3 separate regions of the Mus musculus genome follow, and regions 1 and 3 are each linked to region 2. Evidence: chromatin contacts called from public ChIA-PET data. All regions are on one chromosome and are shown on one strand. Each heading gives the region's core, a stretch centred on a gene start, on an enhancer-like site or on the middle of the called end of the contact. The rest is flanking DNA. Distances are from core to core; before and after follow the strand shown. Region 1 overlaps Zranb3 (zinc finger, RAN-binding domain containing 3). Region 2 overlaps Map3k19 (mitogen-activated protein kinase kinase kinase 19). Region 3 overlaps Zranb3 (zinc finger, RAN-binding domain containing 3).

What was found. ChIA-PET counts read pairs in DNA pulled down with a chosen protein or histone mark.
Region 1: a contact with region 2 is called in an RNA polymerase II ChIA-PET map of memory CD8 T cells, with 62 read pairs. The contact joins two enhancer-like sites. A contact is called at or near these places in 3 of 39 promoter capture datasets (the HPC-7 cell line, embryonic stem cells and hematopoietic stem and progenitor cells), 1 of 484 Hi-C or Micro-C datasets (Th2 cells), 3 of 115 datasets of contacts at active chromatin or transcription factors (embryonic stem cells, large pre-B cells and memory CD8 T cells) and 4 of 9 other capture datasets (adipose tissue, embryonic stem cells, liver and 1 more).
Region 3: a contact with region 2 is called in an RNA polymerase II ChIA-PET map of memory CD8 T cells, with 6 read pairs. The contact joins two enhancer-like sites. A contact is called at or near these places in 2 of 39 promoter capture datasets (the HPC-7 cell line and liver), 1 of 115 datasets of contacts at active chromatin or transcription factors (memory CD8 T cells) and 2 of 9 other capture datasets (adipose tissue and embryonic stem cells).

The regions. Positions count from the first base shown.
Region 1 is chr1:127,980,507-127,985,096 of GRCm38.p6, forward strand. All of the region lies in intron 12 of Zranb3 (zinc finger, RAN-binding domain containing 3), which reads right to left. Among named protein-coding and RNA genes, the nearest start is that of Gm28800, 22 kb to the left of the region's middle. Within about 2 kb of position 1,860, at least 58 of the 459 cell types and tissues checked have an H3K27ac peak or open chromatin away from gene starts, as enhancers often do. A contact at or near this core is called in memory CD8 T cells, where this site is marked.
Region 2 is chr1:127,828,000-127,832,508 of GRCm38.p6, forward strand. Map3k19 (mitogen-activated protein kinase kinase kinase 19) reads right to left here. Exons shown (of 14, transcript NM_011737.2): 9 at 2,272-2,531; 10 at 1,057-1,100. Among named protein-coding and RNA genes, the nearest start is that of Map3k19, 25 kb to the right of the region's middle. Within about 2 kb of position 2,377, at least 58 of the 459 cell types and tissues checked have an H3K27ac peak or open chromatin away from gene starts, as enhancers often do. A contact at or near this core is called in memory CD8 T cells, where this site is marked.
Region 3 is chr1:128,055,153-128,059,751 of GRCm38.p6, forward strand. Zranb3 (zinc finger, RAN-binding domain containing 3) reads right to left here. Exons shown (of 21, transcript NM_027678.3): 3 at 2,830-2,848. Among named protein-coding and RNA genes, the nearest start is that of Zranb3, 45 kb to the right of the region's middle. Within about 2 kb of position 2,274, at least 14 of the 459 cell types and tissues checked have an H3K27ac peak or open chromatin away from gene starts, as enhancers often do. A contact at or near this core is called in memory CD8 T cells, where this site is marked.

The sequences.
Region 1 (4,590 bases), core at 610-3,109, 150 kb after region 2:
AATTGATTCTCTCACAAACTCATCCCTAGGCCTCTAGTCTACATTTCAAATAATTAGACTTTCCTTCCCAGCTCACCATCAAAAAAAAAAAAAAAAAGTGTACCAGACTTCTTAAAATGAAAGCAGTCTTCCCAACAAAATCCCTTAAAGAGATCTTCCCACAATGAATTCTCAGGTCTTTTGAATATAACAGTCCTCATTAAGTAAGCAACTGACTTATGCTATTTTTTAATTTATTTATTATTATATGTAAGTACACTGTAGCTATCTTCAGACACACCAGAAGAGGGCGTCAGATTTCATTACGGATGGTTGTGAGCCACCATGTGGTTGCTGGGATTTGAACTCAGGACCTTCAGAGGAGCAGTCAGTGCTCTTAACTGCTGAGCCATCTCTCCAGCCTGACTTATGCTATTTTTTCTAAAAGATATTTTTTTATTACATTGGGAGAGTAGCATTTGAGAAATTCTCATTTTGTGCTAGAGGGAATGGAGAGGGGTGCTCAATGGTGAGAGACTGCAGTCAGAACTAGAAGTCAGCCTCTGCTATGCTAAAGGTCACCAGTAGTGTGTGGTAGTGAGGAGGTGACTCCAGTGCATGTGCTGGTCTGAAACCACTTGCCACTGGGTATTACAGACTGAGACTTCAGCAAATCAAGTCCAGGAAGGAGGAAGTGGCTGGAAATAAATCACTGTAATAATTTCTCAAACCAAAGGATATGCCAAGAATATAATTCTTGCAAATAGTGCGTGATCAGTGAGGACTCTAGCTAATTTTGTAAGGATGGCTGATTTGGATAATGAGGAAGTCTGTCAGAGGTAATGAAACTTACACACAGTATCTGGCTGCAGGGCTGCCAGAAGCGGGAAGGGCTGGACAACCAGAGCTTTCCTTTCCAGCCCTCAGTTAGAAACCTGATTCCTAGCATCAGTTGAACTTTCTGATTAGAGCCTCTGGGCAACTGAGGAGGAAGTTACTGATGAGGGCTTTTATGACATGGAGCAGCTATGACTGGCAGAAAAACAAGACAGAAAATCTCTGTGATACATCCTAGAGGTAATTATATATGCTGGTTGGGAACAGAGAAGGGTTAGTGATCTATGTCCTTGCAAGCCACAGACAGCCTCTAAGGGTCTGGGAAGCCTCTGCGACTGACCGTATACACTTGTTTGAACCATGCGTGCATTTTGTGGGAAAGGGTCTTTATTCCCTCCATGGTCTCAAAGGAACTCAGGATCCAACTAAGGTGAAGTCATGAGAATACAACATCTTCAGACACACTTATGGTGTTACTAGCTCCATTTCCCTCACCATGTTAATGTGGGTAAAGAGGGACTGGGTGTTCCCATGTGAAAATGCACACTAGTAGTAAAGGAAACACACATAAGAGTATATGGCTCTATGTGTTGCAGTTGTGCATGTGTGTGTATGGTAGGAGCGATGCTCCTGACTCTACAGGAAGGCTGAAGGACACTGCTGTATCCTGTTGTATTTCTCTCTTGACTTGAGCTCTCTCCCTTGAGCTAAGGCTTCTCACTAAACTTAGAATTGACCACTTTTCAGAAGGGACTGGTAGATAGCAAGCCCCAGTGATCCTTCTATGTTAGTTCCCCACAGTGCTGAGGTTGTAGGTGTTGGGGGCCATGCCCAGCCCTTTAAGTGGGGGCTGGGAATCTAAACTCTGGGCTTTGTGTTTGCACAAGTACTCTTATCCACTGAGTCATCTTCCCACCCCAAGGGAACTAAGTGTGAGTTTTATTTTTTATTTTCTTTGTTGAGAGAGGATATCATATATCCTGGGACACCACTGTGGTGGGACAATGGGTGGAGGCCACCATTTCTGGCTTCCTGTTTTGTAAAAGTATCCGAGTACTTGTAGATTCCTCTGCCTTCAAAGGCTAATCCTTTACAGTGTGATGGGCACACCTGCAGGGTGACTCCTGTGCTCTGCCTGCCACTGCAACTCTACTCTGAGAAAGAGCTGGCACAGGAGTGGTCACACAGCGGAGAGTGGGACACTGGATGAGGTGAGTAAAGAAAACATGCACAGAGTCCAGGAAACCACTGTACCAGGAGGATGTAAGGAACTTGACGGAGAAGCTGGAGAGGGCTTAGGGGGTTGAGAGCAAGGACTCTTACAGAGGATTCAAGATTGGTTCCTAGCACCCACATCACACAGTTCACAAACACCTGTAACTCCAGCTCCAGAGGTTCCTATGCCTCTGGCCTCACAAGCACACACCTACCCATTCACACCCACACTAACAAAGCCAAACAAAACCTTAAAGAAAAAGAACTCAAACACCATGCAGCTGAACACAAAACACACTGTCCTTAGTACTTGGAGATGAGACACAGCGATGGCACTGTGTACAGACAGGACATGCAGCAGGCAGGCAGGTGTTTGGGACATGGAGAGTTAGTCAGGGGACATAGTTTCTTATATGATACTGATTTGTAGACACATACACTATATTAAGTTCACAGGTCTGCAAGATACTGGCAGAAGCAGGTATGGAACACCGGCGAAGGGAGGAGGGCCAGGAGTTCAAGGGCATCCATGGCTACAGAGACCCAGAAGCTTAGGATATATAAGAGGCTGTTTCAAAAACAAAACAAAACAAAACAAAACAAAACAAAACAAAACAAAACGCTTCCAGTGATCTTTTTTTTTTTTTTTGAGATAGAGCTTTATGTACCTTGGGCTGGCCTTGAACTTGTTATATAGCAGAAAGAAAAGTCCAACTCTTGACCCTCTTGCCTTGAGGGCTAAGACTGTAGGCAAGAGCCACAATACCCATTTCTCTAACGATTTCTGTTTTGTTTTCTGAATTTTATTGTTGAGCTGAGTTTTCTGATGAACATCCACTTTTAGTGTTGGTCACTGTTGGGACATGGTTCAGGAATGCAGTCATGTGAGAATTCTGAGGGCTGTGAGCACACTCCAAGGAAACAAGAATTTGAAGGCCTGATCTCAGGTTCTTCAAAACATAGAATTGTTCTTGGAATGTCTTTTCATGCTCCTCCCAGGTGCAGGAGTGGGTTTATGTCAGATTACTCATTATTGCTTGCTGATGTTATTCTGGTAAATATTTAACTATCCTATCTATGCCTCTATGGAAAAACATGTCTTTGCTACATGTGGCTTGTCCTTATGATTGTATTCAGCGTGAACTCACAGGAACTTTACTTGGGTGACCTTTCTTAATCCTCAGATCATAAATTGTCTGATGCTTTGAATAAAGTTGGATATTATACGAGACTTTACTCTGCCTTACTTACTTCCGGGCTCCATTCTCCCAAGTCCCACCCACCTCTAGGGATGTGGCAGTGACAGTCCTGGAGCTCTCCTTGGGTCCATGGCTCAAAGCATCTGAGGAGAAGGTACTACTATTTCCCAAACAAACATGTTTTCTAAAAGCATTTGTCAACAATGTAACTCCCCCGTGACTTACAGGTTAAGGGTTGTTGGTCTCACCACAACAGACCAGGATCTCCAAAGATCAATATCCATCCTGACAGCTTAATGTTTAGCACTCAAATCATACTGCCAGGTTGATTATTGTTTTTAAAACTCAAGTTATTAGCTTTAATTTTGTGTGTATGAGGGTTTTGCCTTGTGTGTATGTCTGTGTACTAAAGCGTGTCTGGTGCCCAGAGGCCAGAGAGGGTGTGGACCTTCTGCTATTGGAGTTATGGTTGTGAGCTGCTGCATCCTGGGAGCTGGGAACTGAACTCAGGTCTCTGCAATAGCAGCCAGTGCTCTTAATCATGAGTCACCTCTCTAGTCCTGCAGCCCAGGCTTTGTAATGAATGACTTTATTATTTCTACTCTTTTTTTAGAGAGGCAGTAACACAGAAAGATAAAATATTTTTATGAGCTAGCAAAGCTATTTTATTGAATAGCTTATAGCATTCTTGCATTTAGAAAAGTCACTGTAGTAATACTATGGACAAATATCTAATTTATCAGGACTATTTGTCCTTTAATTATGGCAAATGAGTCTCTGTAGGTATGATAAGGAACTTAAAAGTACGCATTTCTAAACAGGTGATAGGATCTTACTTGACAGACATTTTCATCATAAGTGAGAATCCCAGAAATGAAGCCACACCTATGTTCAAGAGCCTACAAGGGCTAATTGACTGATTAGAACTTCCTGGACTGTGGAGGAGATAAAAGTTGCAAATTTGGAGCCAAAACCCATCTTGGGTAAACTTTCGTATCCCACTCCCAACTCTGTTGGATACCACACAGCCTAGAACTTGCAATGCAGACCAGGCTGGCCTTGTATTTGCGGGACCTTTCTGCTTCTGCCTCCTGAGTTCTCAGATTATAGGTATGTACTACCATGTCTGGCTCCCTGGCCTTCTTATGGGAAGTTTTCTGGGATCTGCAAACATATGCTAAGCTTCCAGCTCTGGCCAGCAGACAGCACCTGACAACTACAGCAGATATTTCCCAACTCTGCTGTAAGCTGTCTCCCTCCTGGTGCTACTGCTGTGTCAAAATGCCTTGACTTACTTATGACTTGTTTTCCTTCCATCACCATAAAACTTCATAGAACTGTTTCCACACTGGAACTTGCT
Region 2 (4,509 bases), core at 1,127-3,626:
GAGGCAGCTCAGTCAGTAGACTGCTTGCCTTGCAAGTACAAACACCTGAGTTTAGCCCCAAAGCCCACATTTAAAAAGCTAGCTGTGGTGGAACAAGTTTGGAATCCCAGTATTGAGGATGTAAAACAGATTCCTGGAGTCTGCTAGCTGGCTTGCCTAGTGTAACGGGCCAGTGAGAGACCCTGTCTCAAAAAGCAAGGTGGACAGTGCCTGGGAAACAAGTGCACAGGTGTCACTCACTGCAGATGCACAGGTGTGCACAGGTGTCACACATGTGCTGACACACAGGTATGCACCAACACACAGGTATGCACCGATGTTTGTATGTCTCCTAGGACACTGAAGGCCAAGAGAGCTGAGAAAACTGACAAGTAACAAGTATCTTCCCAGGATCTTTACCTGTAACGCTTTATAGGAGCAGGAAAACTCTCCCCCATCAGGGTGGGGTGTGAACGGCAAAGAGTAACATGGGATTTGGACAAAGGTATGAGGTGAGTAGAGCAGCAATCCACACCCTTAATCCTAGAACTAGAGAGGCAGAGGCAGGGGGATCTCTGTGAGTTCAAGGCCAGTCTAGGTGACATAGTGAGACCCTGTCCCCCAAACTTAAACGCATTAAGAAACAGAGACAAAATGAAGGAAAAACGAAGACAGAAAATGAAGAGACCTGTTCACCCCACTACCCAGGAGCAGGAGATGGCCCAGAGAAGCACCTCACAGGACATGGAATGGTTTTCCCATGAATACTTAGCTTCTCCATAAAGTAGTCATCCTTTTTTAAATTTTCTCCACAATATTATTGCTGAAGATTTGACTGAGAAGTTTGTGGGAGCTTGTCATTGTTGTTGAGATTTATGGATTTTGTTATTTCTTTCTTTGAGACAGAGTTTCTCTGTGTAGCCATGGCTGTCCTGGAACTAGCTCTATAGACCAGGCTGGTCTCGAACTCATAGAGATCTGTCTGCCTCTGCTTCGAGAGTGCTGGAAATTAGAGTGTGCACCACCACCACCCTTATTGTTGTTTAATGAAGTCAAACATGCTGGAACTGATCTTACCCCAGTTCTTCGGCTACTGTAGCTTATGTCAGAGGTAGGAAACTCTATAACAAAAGAAACAAGAACTGGGTGTTATTAGTAGTAGGCTGAAGAGTTCATAGATGGAGCAGGAGATATGCGGGAAAGTGTTTCAGAGTATATTCTCCCTGTGTGGTATACATAGTGCTGTGAAGTGATTTCAGAAAACCTTAGCCTAAAGCTACCAGAAGGGGTGTTATAGGTTTGTTCATTTGTTTTTGAGAGCTGGTCTCATAGAGCAGCCTACATGTAGTTAGTACCTTGAATTCCCTAGGTAGCCACGGATACCCTTAAACTTACAATCCCCCTGCCTCCACCCCCTGAGTGTTACAATTACAGGTGTGTGTCCTGCCCAGCTTAGTATGGGAAGCAAACCCAGAGCTTCGTGGATGCTAGGTAAAACTTGATCAGCTGAGCCACATGCCCGGCTCCTACACTAGCTTATTTATTTTTAGTTCATGAAATACTCTTCCCTGAAACACATACAAAATGCATTTCCTTTCCAGCCATTTGCTCCCATTGCCTTCAGTATTGTCATTATTAAGCCTATTGTTAGTCGTGTGTGTGTGTGTGTGTGTGTGTGTGTGTGGTGTGTGTATGCATGCACACGGGCACATATGTGCAGAGGCGAAGGCATCTTCATTCCATCATGTGCCTGTAGCAGTCAGAGGACACAACCATTTGGGCACCACTGTCCTCGTTTGAAACAAGACCTCTCCCTAGCCTGGAATCTGTCAAGTTGGCGAGGCTTCCGGCCATTGAGCCCCAGGGATCCTCTGACTCAGCCTCCCCTGGGCTTCGGTGACAAGCGCATGTCATCATATCTGACTTTTTTTAAAAAAACAAAAAAACAAACAACAACAACAAAAAAAAACATGGGCTTGGGGAATTTAACTCAGATCCGTGTGCTTGCAAGCACTTCACTGAGTTATCTCTCCAGCTCCACTGTAGAATTAAATGCTCAATTTAATATGTTCCCTCTTAATTGTGGTTTCCATATTTTTATAGAGATACATAAAATCATATGAGTAAATACGGCCTGAACAGAGAAGTAAGATTGTTTAGGGACAGGGAACTAACAGGAAGAAGGGGTGAGGAGAGGGAGAGCATGGAAGGATGAGGGGGCATATGCTGTCATACATTATGTACCTGTATGGATACTCTAAACGTACACGCATAAGCAAGAGCTTGACTCACCATCAGATTGCCTTTGCTGTTCTTTCAGAACACAAGGAGCCACCTCCCCAGCTGCAGATGCAGCAAGGCTTGAGTCTAAGCAAGGTCTGGGTGGTGAGAGAGCCACGTCCACACCACAGAGCTCCTCAGAACTTCCGTCTGTCTTCAGAAGTGAAGGCTGTGTGGTTAGCATCCTCCCCGTGAGGCCCACCATCTCCGCGTCATCTGGTGGAGAGACAGGATGCACTTGTTCCCGTTCCTGATGCTCTGAAGTCACCTGACTGAAAGGAGAGAGATGGGGAAAACTCATTTGCTGGTATAGTTCAGATCTCAGGGGGTCTCTCTGTGATCAAAGTTTGGTCCCTTGCATATGACGATGTCGGAGGAGGTGGTACCTAATGGCTGGGAGAATGTCTTGGAGGGGGTTCCGGCACTTGTCACTGTGTTCTCTTCATGACCACCCTGAAGGAAGCAGCCTCCTCCCCAGCCTGCTCTCCACCATGATGTGCAGCTGTCTTACACCACAAAACCAAAGCAACTGTGGAACGAACCTCTGAAACCAAACCAAATTCCTCTCTGTACACTCTCTTAAGTGTTTTGCCAGTTACAGAAAACTGATGGTACATTCCCAGTATCCTCCAGATCTGCAGGTCTCAGACCAGAGAACGTGTTGGGAAGTTAGGAAAATTGGTTCCCACGTGGTCTGGTTGAGTGGGGCTGTGGACTCCTACCAGGAGAAGTCCCCCTGCTTGTCCTGGCCTGCTCCTGCCAGCTCTGCCTTCTGGATTCAGTCCTAGTCAGTGATCCTTTCTTAGTCCCCGTTCGTGGGAACAGGAGAGTCAGACAAAACGAATTAATTAGCCAGGCCAGTACTCTCAAATTGTCTGCAATGGGAAACTGGTTTCTATTTTCATTAGCTACTTTTATTACCTTATTTTTATTATTTATTTTTTGAAACAGAGTCTTATATAATACAAGCTAGTCCCAAACTAGCTATGTAGCCAAGGATGGCATTGAACTTGGAAGCCTCCTGCCTCTACCACCCAAGTGTTAGGATTACAGGCATGCACCACCATATCCGGTTTATGAAGCACTGAGGATCAAACTCAGGGCTTCATGTATGCTAAGAAAGCCCTCTGCCTGCTGGGCTGCACCCCCAACTCCATCGTTTAGTTCTTTGAGAAAGACAGAGCCTTGCTTTTGTATAGTTAATCTTCCAAACAAAACAGCCACCATTTCCATCAGGCTGACTATTCCTGCTGGTAGGAGATCTATCACTAGCCAGTTTACTAGGAGGGTCGTGGAACCTCACCTGAGATTCTAGCTAGTCCTGCCAACCAACTGTACACAATTCTGTCCTAATTGCATGGGACCTCAGGAGGTATTAGGGTATAAACGATAAGGAAGGTTAATTGACAAAGACTCCATACCTGACTCTGGGGAAGCCAACATCGGTACTGGTTGAAGACTTTCCAATGTGGCTGCTTTGGGGTTTCCATGCTCCCATAAGCCCCTCCCCGATGCTCTCTAAGTGACCTCTGGTAGAGCCATGCTTTAGTTTGTCTTTGGGACCTTATAAGGAGGGGTAGACACTTTTTACATCTCATTGGGGAAAGAGATTTCCCAAGAGTGCCGCCTGCCCTAGAACAAGATATGTAAACCAGGCTGACCTTAAGCTTGTAGTCATCTTCCTGTCTCTGACTTTTGAATTCTAGTGCCAGAAGAAGCCATCTTACAACCTTCCAAGTCATTGCGGAGTGATACTTTTTGACAAATGTAATGAAAACTAGAGTAGAATGCCAAGAGTCAAAAACTGTTTTTGCATCAACTGATCAGTGGATGTGAGATTGTACTATCAAATTACTAATGCTCACCCTCATGGTCTGTACTAACATTGTCTTGTACTGGTCATGGGCTACAGAATAGCATTTTTCCAGAACAATGTAGGTATGCTATAGCCCTGAAGCCAAATCAGACCTTCAGTCTCTGTCTCTGTCTCTCTCTCTCTCTGTGTCTATGTGTGCTCGCACATGTGTGTTGGGGGGCTACTCCTCTGTGTGCAGGTACATTTGCCTATGTGCATTGAAATGGAAGCCAGTGGAGGGCATTGGGTGTCCCACACTGGTTAGAAGATTTCTTTGAGACAAGGTGTTTCACTAAACCTGAAGCTAGGCTGACAGCCAGCAAGTCCCAGTAATCCTCCTGTCTCTACCTCCCCACAGTGCTGGGGTTATAGGCATACACATATCTATTCCAAGC
Region 3 (4,599 bases), core at 1,024-3,523, 230 kb after region 2:
TCTTTATATTAAATGTACAGTCTATGAACTAACACTCTATTACATTGATTCAAGAGATGGGGAAAAAAAAGAAACAATTTAATCTGAGTTTATAGCTATCTTATGAAATATTGCAGGTTTGTTGCTTATTGAAACTATAGTTCTAAAATGTAACTGAAACACACAATGACTGTATAACTAAGCTGACTTAAATGAAACTTCAGTCATCCTTTTAACTTGGAGTCAATGGCAGCCACACATAGTAGCTGGATTAGACAGTATCACAAACACTCAAGTGCTAGAATAAGATAACAGGAGAGCGTAAAACTGTGGAGTGATGCTGGTTAGAACCCTCTGCTGCTAGAGAAGCAAGATCACACAGACAGCTAAGTCCGCAGCATCCCAAGAATCTTCTAGAAGGTTTGGCCACACAGACCTAAGACTGCCCTAAGGCTTGCAGGTTCTTATTACCAAGAACCTTTGCTTTACCCATCCAAAAGCAACTGTACTTTCCTCTTTAACTTCTTCTTCTTCTTTTTTTTTTTTTTTTTTTTGGTTTTTGGTTTTTTGAGACAGGGTTTCTCTGTGTAGCCCTGGCTGTCCTGGAACTCACTCTGTAGACCAGGCTGACCTCGAACTCAGAAATCTGCCTGCCTCTGCCTTCCGAGTGCTGGGATTAAAGGCGTGCGCCACCACGCTCAGTCCTTCTATGTCACCTTGAGTATGAGCAGAAGAGCAGAAACAGGGTACAGATTGAAGGTTAAACCAGAGCTCATATAATCAACATGAGTGCAACTCTGGCTGTCCTGGAACTTGTAGACCAGGCTGGCCTCAAACCTGGAGATCCACCTGCCTCTGCCCCACAAGTGTTAGGATTAAAGGTGCACTACCACTACCAGGCTTACTTCAGAACTTTTAATTATATTAATGTTATATTTAAAAAGTAGCATTTCTACTCACCATTACAGAGAGTATTAGTGACTCAAAGGTATAGTTTTAAATATATATTTCTATAAGCTTTGATTTAAAAAAAAAACCCTATGTGTAAAGGTGAGGGTTTTTTTTTTACCTTAATTAGTATTATTAGTTAGGATTTAATATCACAAATCCTATAAAACCAAACAGATTGAAAAGAATTGCTCTTCAAGAAGATGAGATGTCTCAGAGGCTAAAGTGCTTGTAGTACAAGCATGAGAGTCTGAGTTCAGCTCTACAAAAACCATAAACAATCTGGACTGACCCTGGGCAGCCGTGCCTGGAATCCCAGCATTCTGGGGCAATTAGGAATTCCAAGGCAGGGCAAGTGGGAAAGCTGGTGTAGCTGAATCTATGAGCGCTAGGCTTAGAAGGGGACCCTGTATCTGTAAATAAAGCTGACAGCAATCTAGGTGTATACTTGATTTCAACCTCTGCCTACATGGGAATGTGTGGACATATATGTATGTACACGTGCACCAAACACGTGTGACCATGCCTATGTACATTCCTGGATATCACACTCGTACAAACAAAGCAAAGATTCATTTTCAAAAAGCTACAGAAAAGGAAGGAGCCAATTATGATGGATTAAAAGGGAGGTGTTTGTTTTTTAAAAAGTTGTGGAATTGTTAAATGGCTTCTTTAAATTCATTATTCCAGGGCCGGGGATGTTGGTGAGTGGCAGAGCATATTGAAAGTGCTACGAAATTATAAATAAGAACAAAACAACTCACATTAGGAAAAGACTGACAGGTTAAAAGTTCATAATAAATTCTGAAAACTGGCTAATATTCACTGAAAACATCAGAGATTGTAAAAGTTAATTGGTAGTTAAGCAAGTGCCCAAATGAGAAATTCGATATATGTTTGTTTTACTTAGGGTTTTACTGCTGTGAACAGACACCATGAGCAAGGCAGCTCTTATAAGGACAACATCTAATTGGGGTTGGCTTACAGGTTCAGAGGTTCAGTCCATTATCATCATGGCAGGAGCATGGCAGCATCTAGGCAGGCATGGCACAGGAGGAGCTGAGAGTTCTACATCTTCATCTGAAGGCTGCTAGCAGAAGACTGGCTTCCAGGCAGCTAGGATGAGGGTCTTAAAGCCCACACCCACAGTGACATACCTACTCCAACAAGGCCACACCTCCTAACAGTGTCACTCCCTGGGCCAGCAATATACAAACCAACGCGTTTAAATCTATGCCCGTCAAAGAGAAGGCATAGATTTAAACATTGTGGTGGCTTGGGTGAGGAAGTGTCCCCATGGGTTCATACTTTTGAACAAGTAATTGGCGGTGCTGTTTGGAAAGGAGTGTTGCTAGTACCAGCTCTGAGGTTTTTATAGCCTGGCCTCACTTCCTGTTATCTGTTTCCTGTGTGCAGGTGAAATGTACTCAAGCAACCAGCTTTCTGCTTCTACCACTGAACCTCACTACCTGTTACTATGTCTTGCTGGGCATGATGGACTCCACCCCTTTGAGGCTGTAAGTCCAAATAACCCTTATCTCCATTAAGCTGCCTCTGGTCATAACACTTTATCACAGTAATGCAAAGTTATTAATATAGCCCACGGTTCAAAAGTATACTATGGATTTCCTTGTGAAGACCAAAGATGATGTTAATTTTTGTAATTTATGTGAACAAAACCGGCTTATTTGGGTATTTTGAAAGTTTTAAACACACACACACACACATTTATATGTTCTGTATACAAAAGTATTTAAGAGGAAATGGATATTACACAGTAAATTTGCTTGTTTTCCTCTACTAAATATGGTCACATGAAAAAGCAGAGGCAGATAGTCAATGTAGGGATAGAAGACAGTAAACGCTGATGTGTATTTTTAGAAAAGGCTCTAAGGTACTTACTTCATCAGCCACCATACACCTGGAAAAAATAAAACAAAAGCAAATTAATTTTATAATCATCAAAGCAAAGCATATTCAGAGTTCTGATTAAGTAACTCACCACCAACACTTCACAAACGCTAAAGGATTAAGCCAGAGAGGCTGCTGTAAGTGAATGAAAACACTGGATAGTGATGACTGCATACAACTCTACAGCTGCCAACGTCTATGTGGGAGTGAAGGTGCTTCAGACAAGCTCTTGCTCACCATGGAGGGAGCTGCAAAGACCCTTGAGGACCAAGCATGAAGGCATGAGACTGTGCAGAATGGCTTCCACCTCTGTCCTTAACTGTAAGCCTGGCTGTTCCTACAGATGAGAAGAACGCTGGATTAAAGAACACATGCCTTCAATTCTAAGACTCGGGAGGCAGAGGCAAATGGACCTCTAAGTTCAAGCCAGCCTAGTCTACACAGTGAGCTGCAGGCCAGCCTGAGCTACAATAGTGAGACCCTGCCTCAACAGACAGATAGGTAGGTAGGTAGGTAGGTAGGTAGACAGGCAGACAGAACAAGAAAACGAAGGTCTGCATTTTTTTTTTTCTGTTTCTGTGATAATGATAAAGTATCCTGGCAAAAGTAACTTCGGGGAGAAAGATTTAACTTGGCCTTTAGTTCCAGGATAGCCCATCATATGTCACAGAAGTCAAGGTGAAGAGAACTCCAACAGCCACATCTCCAAGTTGAGAGCAGAGAAGCCAAGCGTGCTTCTCACGCAGCTCCCTCTACCTCTGTGCAGCCCAGGGCCACAAACTGGAAACAGTGCTGCTGCCCACATTCAGCTTGGGCCACCTCACATCAATGAAGGCGAATCAACAAACGCCCACACAGTCAGGTCCACAAGGCAATCGGATCTCTGACTCATTGAGACTTTCAACAGGAGATTCTAGGTGTGGTTAGTTGACAGAATTAACCATTATACTGACTAGCAAACACATTTTGGCATAAATCTGTTATTTAGTTTTCTGTGCTGCATCTGTGTGCTATACTTCATTGTTGATTTCTATTATTTTGCTAAATATTTTCTACTTTTTTTTTTTTTGAGACAGGGTTTCTCTATGTAGCCCTGGTTGTCCTTGAACTTGCTCTGTTGACCAGGCTGGCCTCAAACTCACAGAGATCTGCCTGCTTCTGCCTCCCAAGTGTTGGGAGTAAAGTTGTGTGCCACCACACTCAGGTCTACTTTATTCATTTTTAAAAGCTTGTGTTGGGGATTGAGGGTGCATGTGTGTATGTGCTGTGTGTTCCCAAGCATATGGAAGCCAGAATAAAAGGTCTCTCCAACCTCATATTTTGAGATAGGAATACTAGCTGGTTACTGAGCTCCAGTGGAGTCAGCACGTCTCCAGGGGTTACAGACATACAACACCTCATCTGGATTTTCACATGCATGCTGGGTGTCTGAATTCGGGTCACCATACTTGTGCTGTAAGCACTCTACCAACTGAGCACTCTCCCAGCCCCAATCTGCTACATTCTTTTCTTAAACTTTATAGAGGTAAGTGTGATCCAGGGAGCAGTGAGGACTAGGTTCATAAATGGAGAGTCTAAGCAGAAGAGAATAACAAGTGGATGGTCAGTGGTTGATGTGAGACAGCAGGCACATCAGGACAACAAAGAATAAGCTCAACTAAGGAAAAATTAAAATCCAATCATTTTAGTAGAAATTGGTTTATTACACTCTTTACAGAAAATAGAAAAGTGAGAAGCGACATGGCATTTTACAGACAGATT